Linked DNA regions of Zea mays: region 2 is linked to region 1. A link is a contact called in public Hi-C data. All regions are on one chromosome and are shown on one strand. Each heading gives the region's core, a stretch centred on a gene start, on an enhancer-like site or on the middle of the called end of the contact. The rest is flanking DNA. Distances are from core to core; before and after follow the strand shown. Region 1 has its middle 98 kb from the start of LOC100384377. Region 2 has its middle 220 kb from the start of LOC109944554.

Region 1 (4,659 bases), core at 1,407-3,906:
GGGGGGGCAGGGGCGCCAGGGGCGCGCAGGCCGGGCCGGGCCAGGCTGGGCTGGGTCGGGTTGGGTTGGGCCACTTTGCGGATCGAAACCCACGACACGCACGACCCTCAAACGGGCTCCAATCGCGAATCGAAATCCGAGACGGAACGAGACGAACATGCGACATCAAACAAAGAAATGCGCTTCGACATGATGCAACACTCATGACACTTAGGTTTTGGTTTATACATGACACGGACACCTGCCGCTATACTGGTTTGAAATTGGGAAGAATGAGCGAAACAGGAAGAGAAAAGAGAGTAACGCCCGAATTTGGTGAGAGAAAAGAAGAAAAAATTCTACCCCCAAATTCAGGGCGTTACAGTGGTGAAGTACGACGACCAATGTGAAATTCTGGCTCCACAACTTGCTCCCGCGCCCACTTGTTTCTCTGCACACGAGCTATGCACGTGCATGATTTCTCTTGACCTCCTCGCTTGCTCTGAACAGCCACACAGGCGGGTGCCAATGGTGGCGGCCGGTTCTCTGGTCCTCTCACTCTATTTTCGGTGGGGCGTTACCGACTAGGATGGGGTGAGGAGAAGAGATCGCGGGGCCCGATTTATAGCCTGGGGCGAGGACGATCATGGCCGATCCGATCCTAAGGTCTGCGCAGATCACGGAGGACTGGTGCAGTCGGTTGCGCACAGCCCGCCGCCTGGAGCGGAATCCTGATTGGGGTGGGGAAGAAGGAGCGATCCGACAAGCGGGGACCACCCGCCAGCTGCCCAAGGTGAGAAGAGTCAAGCGGAGAGTGATCCGACACAAGGGTCCCACCTGTCATCTACACCAGGGAAAAGAAAAGAAAGGGTGACTAGGGTGGGCTGGCTGCGCGAGGGGATGGGATAAGTGGGTCGAAATGAGAGGGTGCGGCCCATCAGCGGGTTTTCTTCTTTTTCTTTGCTATTTCCATCTCTATTTCTATTTCAAGGTTCCCACTTCCAATTCAATTCAAAATTCAAACTCCCATTTTGAATCCTCAAATTCCCAAATGTCAAGGTTAACACTATTGCGATTATAACATCTAATTTTTATGATATTATTATTTACTATTTTTCTTGTTATTTCTTTATGGAAGAAATAAATAGTTCCCGTAAATCCCTTTTCCTATTTTCTATTTTATTTTCATTTACGCTTTGAGGTCCCAAATTTAAATTATGTCTCTTTTTTAAAAAAAAGTTTCACGACATATCCATAAGTATAAAATGCCTATAGTGCATCATTTGATGTTGTGCATAATTATTTAGTTGAATAGAAAACTTATCTGCCTTTTCTAAAATAATTCTTAGTTTTCAAAATTCAGTCCTCAAATTTCACACTTAAATATAGTTTGAGATATCTGAATTTACTATTTTTATTTATATATATATATATTTTATTTTTTCTTATACACATTTTGGGCATTACAAATCCTACCCCCTTAACAAAAATTTCGTCCTTGAGATTTGTAAGAGGGTGCATAACCATGTTATCTCAAAACATATGCACAAACAAAACTCTCATCATGATGCATAATTTATTAGCAACACATGGGGTCAACTAGACCTTATTATTTCTCTTAAAATAATATCATACCAACTAATAACTAAAGTAATACTTAGATCTTACAAATAGTAGTATATACATTTTTTTTTCTAAGTGGAACTTTGAATTAGAATTTTTTTCATACACCTAAAATTCTTCATGTAAAATTCCCATCCCATATGAAGCATCACCTTTTTCAAAACAAAACAATTTGTTTTCTAAAGCAAGGCTAAGCATCAAAAAACTTTAAATAAATCAGGTAACAAGGAATGGTAACCAAATTTTCCAAGGAAGGGAAAGCATCAATTGTTTAGCACACAACTTCTATCACCTAATGCATCAGACAAGGTAATAAAGTTTTTAAAACAACAAGGAAAGAGATAATGAACCGGGGCTTGCCTTGTGATGCAGGAGTTTCTGTTTAGGATAATGCACCGCAGATGTCGAAGTAAAAGTTGTTCTCCACTGGAGGATTCTCGGTCTGGGAGATAACTTCTTCCTCTACTATGGATTCTTCCTCGTGTTCTATACATGATAATACATGTATATGAATGCTTATGCTATGTCATGAATATGCAATTATACAATAGAAATATAGTAAGTTGCGTCTTGAATACAACTTTCCTTCATAGTACGAATCAATCATTAAGATTTCCTAATTAGGTGTTTCTTTGAGATTAGTAGATAATTAATCCTATAAAGCTAGTTATTGGGTCTTCTGGTCAAATAGTGTTCAAACAATTTCAAACTTCACTTAGGGTCTCTGACCATCATATTAAGCTTACCCAAAAAGTTTTATGATTTTTTAGAATTAATAATCTATTTCTAAAATTCTAAAAGACTTTATTTAAGCACCTTTAAATGTTACTTAATTCCAGGGTTGAACTAAAAATCACGGAATTATTTTTATTAAATACTACTTTATATTAGAAATCTAGCAAAATTGGTCTCATAATTTTACCATTTTTCTACTATTTTCTACAGATTTCCCAAGACAGCAGTAAAAGGAAAAGAATAAAACATGAATAGGATCGAGCGTATTCAGCCCAACTGGCCCAAATGCATGTAGAACTCCACGCGTCCGTGTCCACGCTGGGGGATTTGCACCGAGGCCCCAAGGCATTTGAATAACCAGTAAAGAATCCTTTAACACTATTCGTATGTCTCACTGACAATTACACAAAAGTCATCCTATTTCTACTTCTTCACGGCTCTAGGTCCCCGACGGCGCTTCGGTCGAACACTTAGCCGGAGTCGTGGGTTCCCATCACAGGCGACCCCTACCTGAGGTAGCAACAACTCGGACTTCATGCTCAAGTCTACCCGAGCATATGCCCTCACCAAATTTGACTGGTCCGACCATAATTCATGTTTCCTCATGACCACGGCGGCGCTAGAGCCCCGACAAGCCCGTTCCGAGAAACAAAACGCGGTAGCGTTTAAATTGAAGCTAGGGCAAGTATCAATGACTCACTAGAGGTATGGTACACGCGCGAATTTGAACGGAGGGAGCACGGGAGGTCCGGTCGACGTGAGGGGGCCTCGAGGGTGTTCTACGGCGGCGATGCGATGTTCTTGATGCCTTGCTGCAGTAGTGTTCAATCCGTCGAGCTGGTGAGCTTCACTTGCACTAGAGGACACTAAAACATGGCTCAGAGGGATACGATATTACCTGAGAATGGCTGACCCCGGCGAGGTGTCTCACGGCGACATTTCAGCCGATTCTGGGGAAATCCGGAATTGACGAGCTATGGTTGATGATCGAGTGTGAGGGGTGGTGCGCTTGGTGCGTAACGAGAGGGCAGATTAAGGAGATACATCAATTTATAGGGATCAATCACCGGTGCCATGAATTTGATACGAGATTGAACTCTTCGGCGGCGAGACCTTTTGCTAGTCTAGGCTTCCTGGCGTGTAGTAGTGCAACCGCTCATGGAGGGGTAACTTGCCATCTACATGGTTACGACGACGTGGTGAATTGACCCCTAGCGTGGCGCGACCGAGGAAGCCGGCAGCCACCAAACTGACCGTCGCTCAGCCACGTCGCCGGCAAGTGGGCACGGCAGGGCAGAGCCCCGATTCAACCTCCAGATCTTTTCACACTCCCACTGATCTTTTTGCTCACCGTGTAGACGTCGTCCCAAGGCCTACGTGAATCACGACCCTGAGCGCGGATCACGGCGCATGGCACATCGGCGGCGAGAAAGATCTTCGTCAGTGACTGTTCACTCTGAATGGCTTCATTGCTTTGCCTAACAGACCGATTTTAGGCACATTTCTCTTCGATTTTCATGCAGTGAACTACCAATCCGACTGCATCAAAGCTGTTGCCCTATATACCAGCTTCAACTTTGTCATAAGGACCCTGGTCATTTGCTCACTGGATCGACCACAATCTAGCTTCAAATTTGGAGAATTATCACTAAAAACTTAGTTTCAGAACCATCCCCAGTCTCACATCCACACTTTGGGGACATTTTACACTAGATTCCATATGGTTTTGGGGCTAGATTACTTAATCAAGTTTGTACTACTATAGTAGCTCTACAACTTGGTTGTGGTGACCCATAACAAACTCCTCATATATCAAAAGATATAGAGGCTTAAAGTGGGACTGTTGACACTGTTTTTAGGGTTTATGAACAAGGGTGCTCTTGGACCTTTTTGCAATTTACCCAATTTTCACCACAAAACATGGAAATCCTTAAACATGAAAGTTGCTTAACCTTTGTTACTCTATCATCTTGATGTATACAGTTGTGACTAAAAGTGCATAGAAATTGAAATCACCCCATAGGGTACTATTTAGGGTTTCAGGGTTCCAAATTAGGGTTTTGAGTGTTCTAGGGTACAAGTGGCACTTGAGCTCTCTAAGTTTGACCTTTCTTGAACATTTCTACTAACTTGTTTAGATCATCCTTTAGTGCTCATCTCACATGTACACATGCGTCTAATCCTTGGGGAGAGACACTCCCACCTAGGGTCAAGGGCCTCTTTGACCAAGTCACATCATCACACATGTTTGTTTTAAAATTTTAGCCTAGTGGATGCATTTTAGGTGTATCATACATAATGTAATGCCAATGCATATGTTGT
Region 2 (4,783 bases), core at 401-2,900, 340 kb after region 1:
TAAACCATATAGAGAAATAGCATAACTATCCAAATGATTCAGGGGTAAACAAGGTAAAAAGATAAGCAGACTAGGGTGACCTATTGGGTCCCATCAAAATTAAACCTATGCATGAATAAGTGACAATAAAGAACATTATTGGGTAATGAAAGTGGTCAAGGGCATAACTTGCCTTCAATGAGCTCCTACTCAGCAACTTCTACCTGCTGAACACCCGGATCCTCAGCCACTAGCTCTTCTACTCGCCACAATACAAACAAGCATAGTACAAAGAGGAAATTAACATCACACCAAACATGTATACAAAATACATATTAATAATCTACATATTAAAATGAGATCATAGAAAAAAAAATCATTAAATTTGGAGTTATGGATTTTAAGTTATGAATTTCTAAAGGTTTTATATGTTTGGTACAAGATTAATTAAGAGATCAATTTTAATACAATTTTCATGTTAAAACAGTGTCACAATGTCATAGTCCATATTAATACAAAATTATAGGAACTGGAATGAACCAATTTGGACTTAGTATGAATTTTCTAGGAATTAAATAAGTTTCTGCAATTATTTCTATATTCACAAATCAATTTATAAATAATTTCTCTGATTTACCTAGTCACTAGAATGCGCGCGTGAATAAAAAAACCCAGGGGCTAGCGTGTAAAGTACCCAAGACTCAGTCCACACCCAGGTGGACTGCGGGTTGAAACCTAAATACCTCGGGGGCTCTTATTCAAAATTTCCAGACCGAGCGCTTATGGGTTCTCCACACCGTCCTATCAAAGTCACACGACGCAGATTAGATCACATTATAAACGAAGCGGTACGCGTCTCACAGCAGTTGGATTATGGATCAGCGGCGCCGATTTTATAACTGAAGGGTGACATTCTGATCTAATCTCATCCCTCGATCCTACGATCTACGGACTAATATGGTCCAACCGAATCGGTACGCAGTGTGTAATCACCGCCGTCCATTCTTAGATCGATGGCCACCGCACTGTCGTCTCCCTCCTGCCGGTATGCATACGCGCCGCCCCCAACACTCACCGACGTTCCGCCGCGGCAAGCGATTCCACGACCCGGCCCTCTACTTCGACCCCCGATTTATGAAAACTACTGCGGATATGGTGAGGAAGGTACTAGGCTAGGACGTACCGGTTAATTTGGTGCCCAAAACAGCCGGCCACGGCCGACCACAAATCCGCCGCGTGAATTACTCCGGCGACGAATTAACTGTATTCTGAAGACCGACACTCATGGCGGCTAGACTACTGAAGACCCGCGTGCTTCCGCGAACCCCAATTGTGACTTCCCCGAACCAGGACGGCGGCGTTCCGAGGAAATGACGCGGCAGCTACCCTCTTTCTCTCTCTCTCTCTCTCTCTTCGCTGTCTCTCTACTGATGCGGATAGCAGTGACCTAGGGGTCTCATGGGTCTAGGATTTAGATGCGCAGGGTCCGCGCCGGGCACATAATCCACGTATACGCGGAGGGAGCAACGGCGTGACGAATTTCCTGGGAGCTGTTGAGATCGCCGCGTGCTTTACGGAGGTGATGGACCTGACCGCACGGCCCCACGTGCAGGCGACCCAGCAGAGAGGGAGCCCGACAGCTAGGTGGGACCACGCTTCAGTGACCGGTACGTGCACAAGTTGAGAATCCCGTGGCTGGTCGAAGGGGCCCAGACGTTAGGTCCCGCGCACGGGGTTAATGGGCCGCGTGGATGAGGGCGAGGTACAGTGGGCTGGGAGTGAAAACGGCCCAAGCGCAGTTTGATGTTGTTTTTCCTATTTTTCTAGTTTTCTTTTTTTGCTTTTATTTTCAATTTCCAATTTGAACTTCAAATATGAATGTGAATTTTGTATTCAAATTAAAGGTAGACTTTAATCATACCAGTACAGATAGAGTTTATATTTTTATAAATTTTGTTTTGTATTTTATAGTATTTCTTTTCTTCTTTTCCATTTTTTTGTTCACTTCATATTCCAAATTTAGGTTTTAATCCAAATTCCTCAACTCATTATATATTCCTATTATTATTATTTTATTATTAAGCGCACGAACAAGCAAAACTTCAATATGATGCATATTTTATGGATGTGCCTTATTTAATTCTTTAAATGGGATTATTTTCATGAAGGAGTGGATCACAAACACGTAACGAGATCAACTCTTTTATAATCTGGATATTACACTAGTGGATACCCAAATAAGAGCATCTCGAACAAACTAGCTAAATGGCTAGTCAAGCCAAATTTTGGCTATTCAACGACAAAATAACTCTCCAACATACTAGCTATCTGACTCGCCAAGCTATCCAACTCTCTAAATTAACTCCCTCACTATCCAAACTCGGCTAGCCACCTGACTAGCCAAACTAGATAGACAGTCTGTTGGAATGAGATGCTACATATAAAGTGTAATCTTATGAAAAGGCAAATAGAGAGTCAAATAGATAGAAAAAAATAAAGAGTCTCTTGGAGATGCTCTAAAAAACCTACAAAGAATTGATCACATATTTTTGTTCAAACATAACATCATTTTTTGTGTCACCAAATGGCGCAACAAACTGATACCGCCCCTAATAGCGCAAACATTTTGAAATCTTTACTAATCCCCCATAGCCTTAAATAAAACATAGTTACCATGCTAGAGGGAGGGTCAATACATGTATTGGAGGAGTATCGATGGGCAAAAGAATTAAAATACTTGTGCTCTCGCTCACCAATGTTGTTCATACATGCTTGTAAATGCATGAATCGTGCATTAGTTATATGTATCATAAATCAAAACAAACATCAAATGCCATAAATATATGGTCTCAACGTTCATATGCTTAAAATGACCTACCAAATTTACTTGTTCTCGACTAGCGGTTCTGCTACAAGTTGTAACGTGTCCATGTCTGAAGCACCTTCAATGCTGATGGTTTACACCTCTTCCTGCTGCTGGTCTCATGGGTTCACATCTTAGTGATCACGGAGCAATGAACAACAACTGATATTAAGGATTTCCATGTTAGTGCATTCCCACATAGTGTCGAACAACTTATTAATTTAAAAAAACGCACAGAAATCACTGGCAGCTGCATGTTATGCAAGCACGAGACTAATAGTAGCATAAGCATGACTTGTTGCTGAATAGACATGGGTAGTGCAAAAAGGTAGTCTAGATGCAGTTCCTGATGCTTCCCATGCTCAAACAATGTGATGGTTGCTCAAACGATGCTGCACCAATATTATTATAGTAAAATGGGAATAGGTAGGTGTGTGTAGATTAAATAATTCACAAGGCTCCATGCTGAATAATACTAGTATAATATATAATACGTCCAATGAAGAGATGTAGCATATGTGGCAAGCATTTAAAGAGGAAAATTCGAGTCACTACTCACGTGACATTAAAATTCATATGCAAGTAGAAGGTTTTGGCAAGGAAAGGCAGTATAGAATTTAAAAGGTGGATACATATATATTGGACAAGAAGTATTACTTTTTTAGTATTTGAATGTAAAATGCCCAAAATCTGTTACAACACAATAATCCACAAAGTTAATGGTAATTATAATTGGACAGTCCATGAACCAATCTTATAGCAGTTTTTAAGGAATCACGAGGGGTTGTTGCGCCCTACTATTTTCAGCATCGTCATCGAACTCCATCTCACCCCACGCATCCCAGCAAAGGGATAACATCTTCAACATATTGCTCGTCCAACATATCATCATATTCATCTTAATTCAAAAGGTGCCATCTCTCTGGTAACCACATCAGAAGTCGATGTCAGGCAACGGTTCCCTGCGTCCCAACTCCCACGTGTCCTATCATCATTCAAATTCATAGCATTGTTCTTCATCTCTGCCATGTTATGCAAATATTTTTTTGGAAATGGGAGATATGTTAATTTCAAGTTCATACAACGAGTTGCAAGTTCTTGAAAACACATCTTCCAGCCTCTGTTTTGTAGGAACACACAGCCAATACTACAAACCCAAACATAAAACTGGGTACAAACTAGTGGCTATCAATTCTTAGACTAGACCGCCACCCATGTTCCCAAGAAAAGAAATCCACGACCACTCGCGTCAAGCGAAGCGAGGCCTCCATAGCAAGCTCCTGTGAATCCGCCCGTTGAAGGATAGCCCATGACCGAACCCAATGGATAGCTACAAAGATAACCTGCATAGAAGAAGCACAAATTTTGTTTTCAAACACAATGTTATTTCTATGGAGCCAAATAGACCAACATAAGGCTGCTGCCCCGAGCAAAGCAATGGACTGCATAGATCTAGAGAGCCCCTGGAGCCACTGTCCAACCATGTGTGCAGCGTTAGAGGGCCTAGGTATACTCGAATCGCAATGGAAGAAAGACCAAACAGATCTAGCAAACTGGCAATCAAATAAAAGATGATCGATAGTCTCCTCGTAATGACAGAAGCAGCACTTTGTATCACCTATCCAACTCCATCGAGCTAAATTATCTTTAGTAAGTAGAACGCCTTTGCGAAGGTATCAAAGGAAGGTTTTAACTTTGAGGGAGGGCCTGATCTTCCAAAGTTTTGAGTTTAAACTAGGGGTTTCTATCCGAATTAAGGCATGGTAATGTGGTTTCACCGAGAATACCCCGTTCCGTGTTAGATTCCAGTAAAACACATCTGGTTCATTATGTAGGGCAATATTAGCAATGCGAGGGAATACTTCATTACAGGCTGCTAACTTGGGGCCTACAAGATCCCTACACCATGATAAGTTTGGCGGAGACGAGCACAATACTTTG

Evidence for each region. Hi-C and Micro-C count contacts between places; a contact is called where the count stands out from the background.
Region 2: a contact with region 1 is called in a Hi-C map of ear, with 1.7 times the contacts expected there. The contact joins two enhancer-like sites. A contact is called at or near these places in 2 of 25 Hi-C or Micro-C datasets (ear and tassel).

What each region holds. Positions count from the first base shown.
Region 1 is chr2:140,734,360-140,739,018 of Zm-B73-REFERENCE-NAM-5.0, forward strand. No RefSeq gene overlaps it. Among protein-coding and RNA genes, the nearest start is that of LOC100384377, 98 kb to the left of the region's middle. Within about 2 kb of position 2,657, at least 15 of the 20 cell types and tissues checked have an H3K27ac peak or open chromatin away from gene starts, as enhancers often do. A contact at or near this core is called in ear and tassel, where this site is marked.
Region 2 is chr2:141,071,016-141,075,798 of Zm-B73-REFERENCE-NAM-5.0, forward strand. No RefSeq gene overlaps it. Among protein-coding and RNA genes, the nearest start is that of LOC109944554, 220 kb to the left of the region's middle. Within about 2 kb of position 1,651, at least 18 of the 20 cell types and tissues checked have an H3K27ac peak or open chromatin away from gene starts, as enhancers often do. A contact at or near this core is called in ear and tassel, where this site is marked.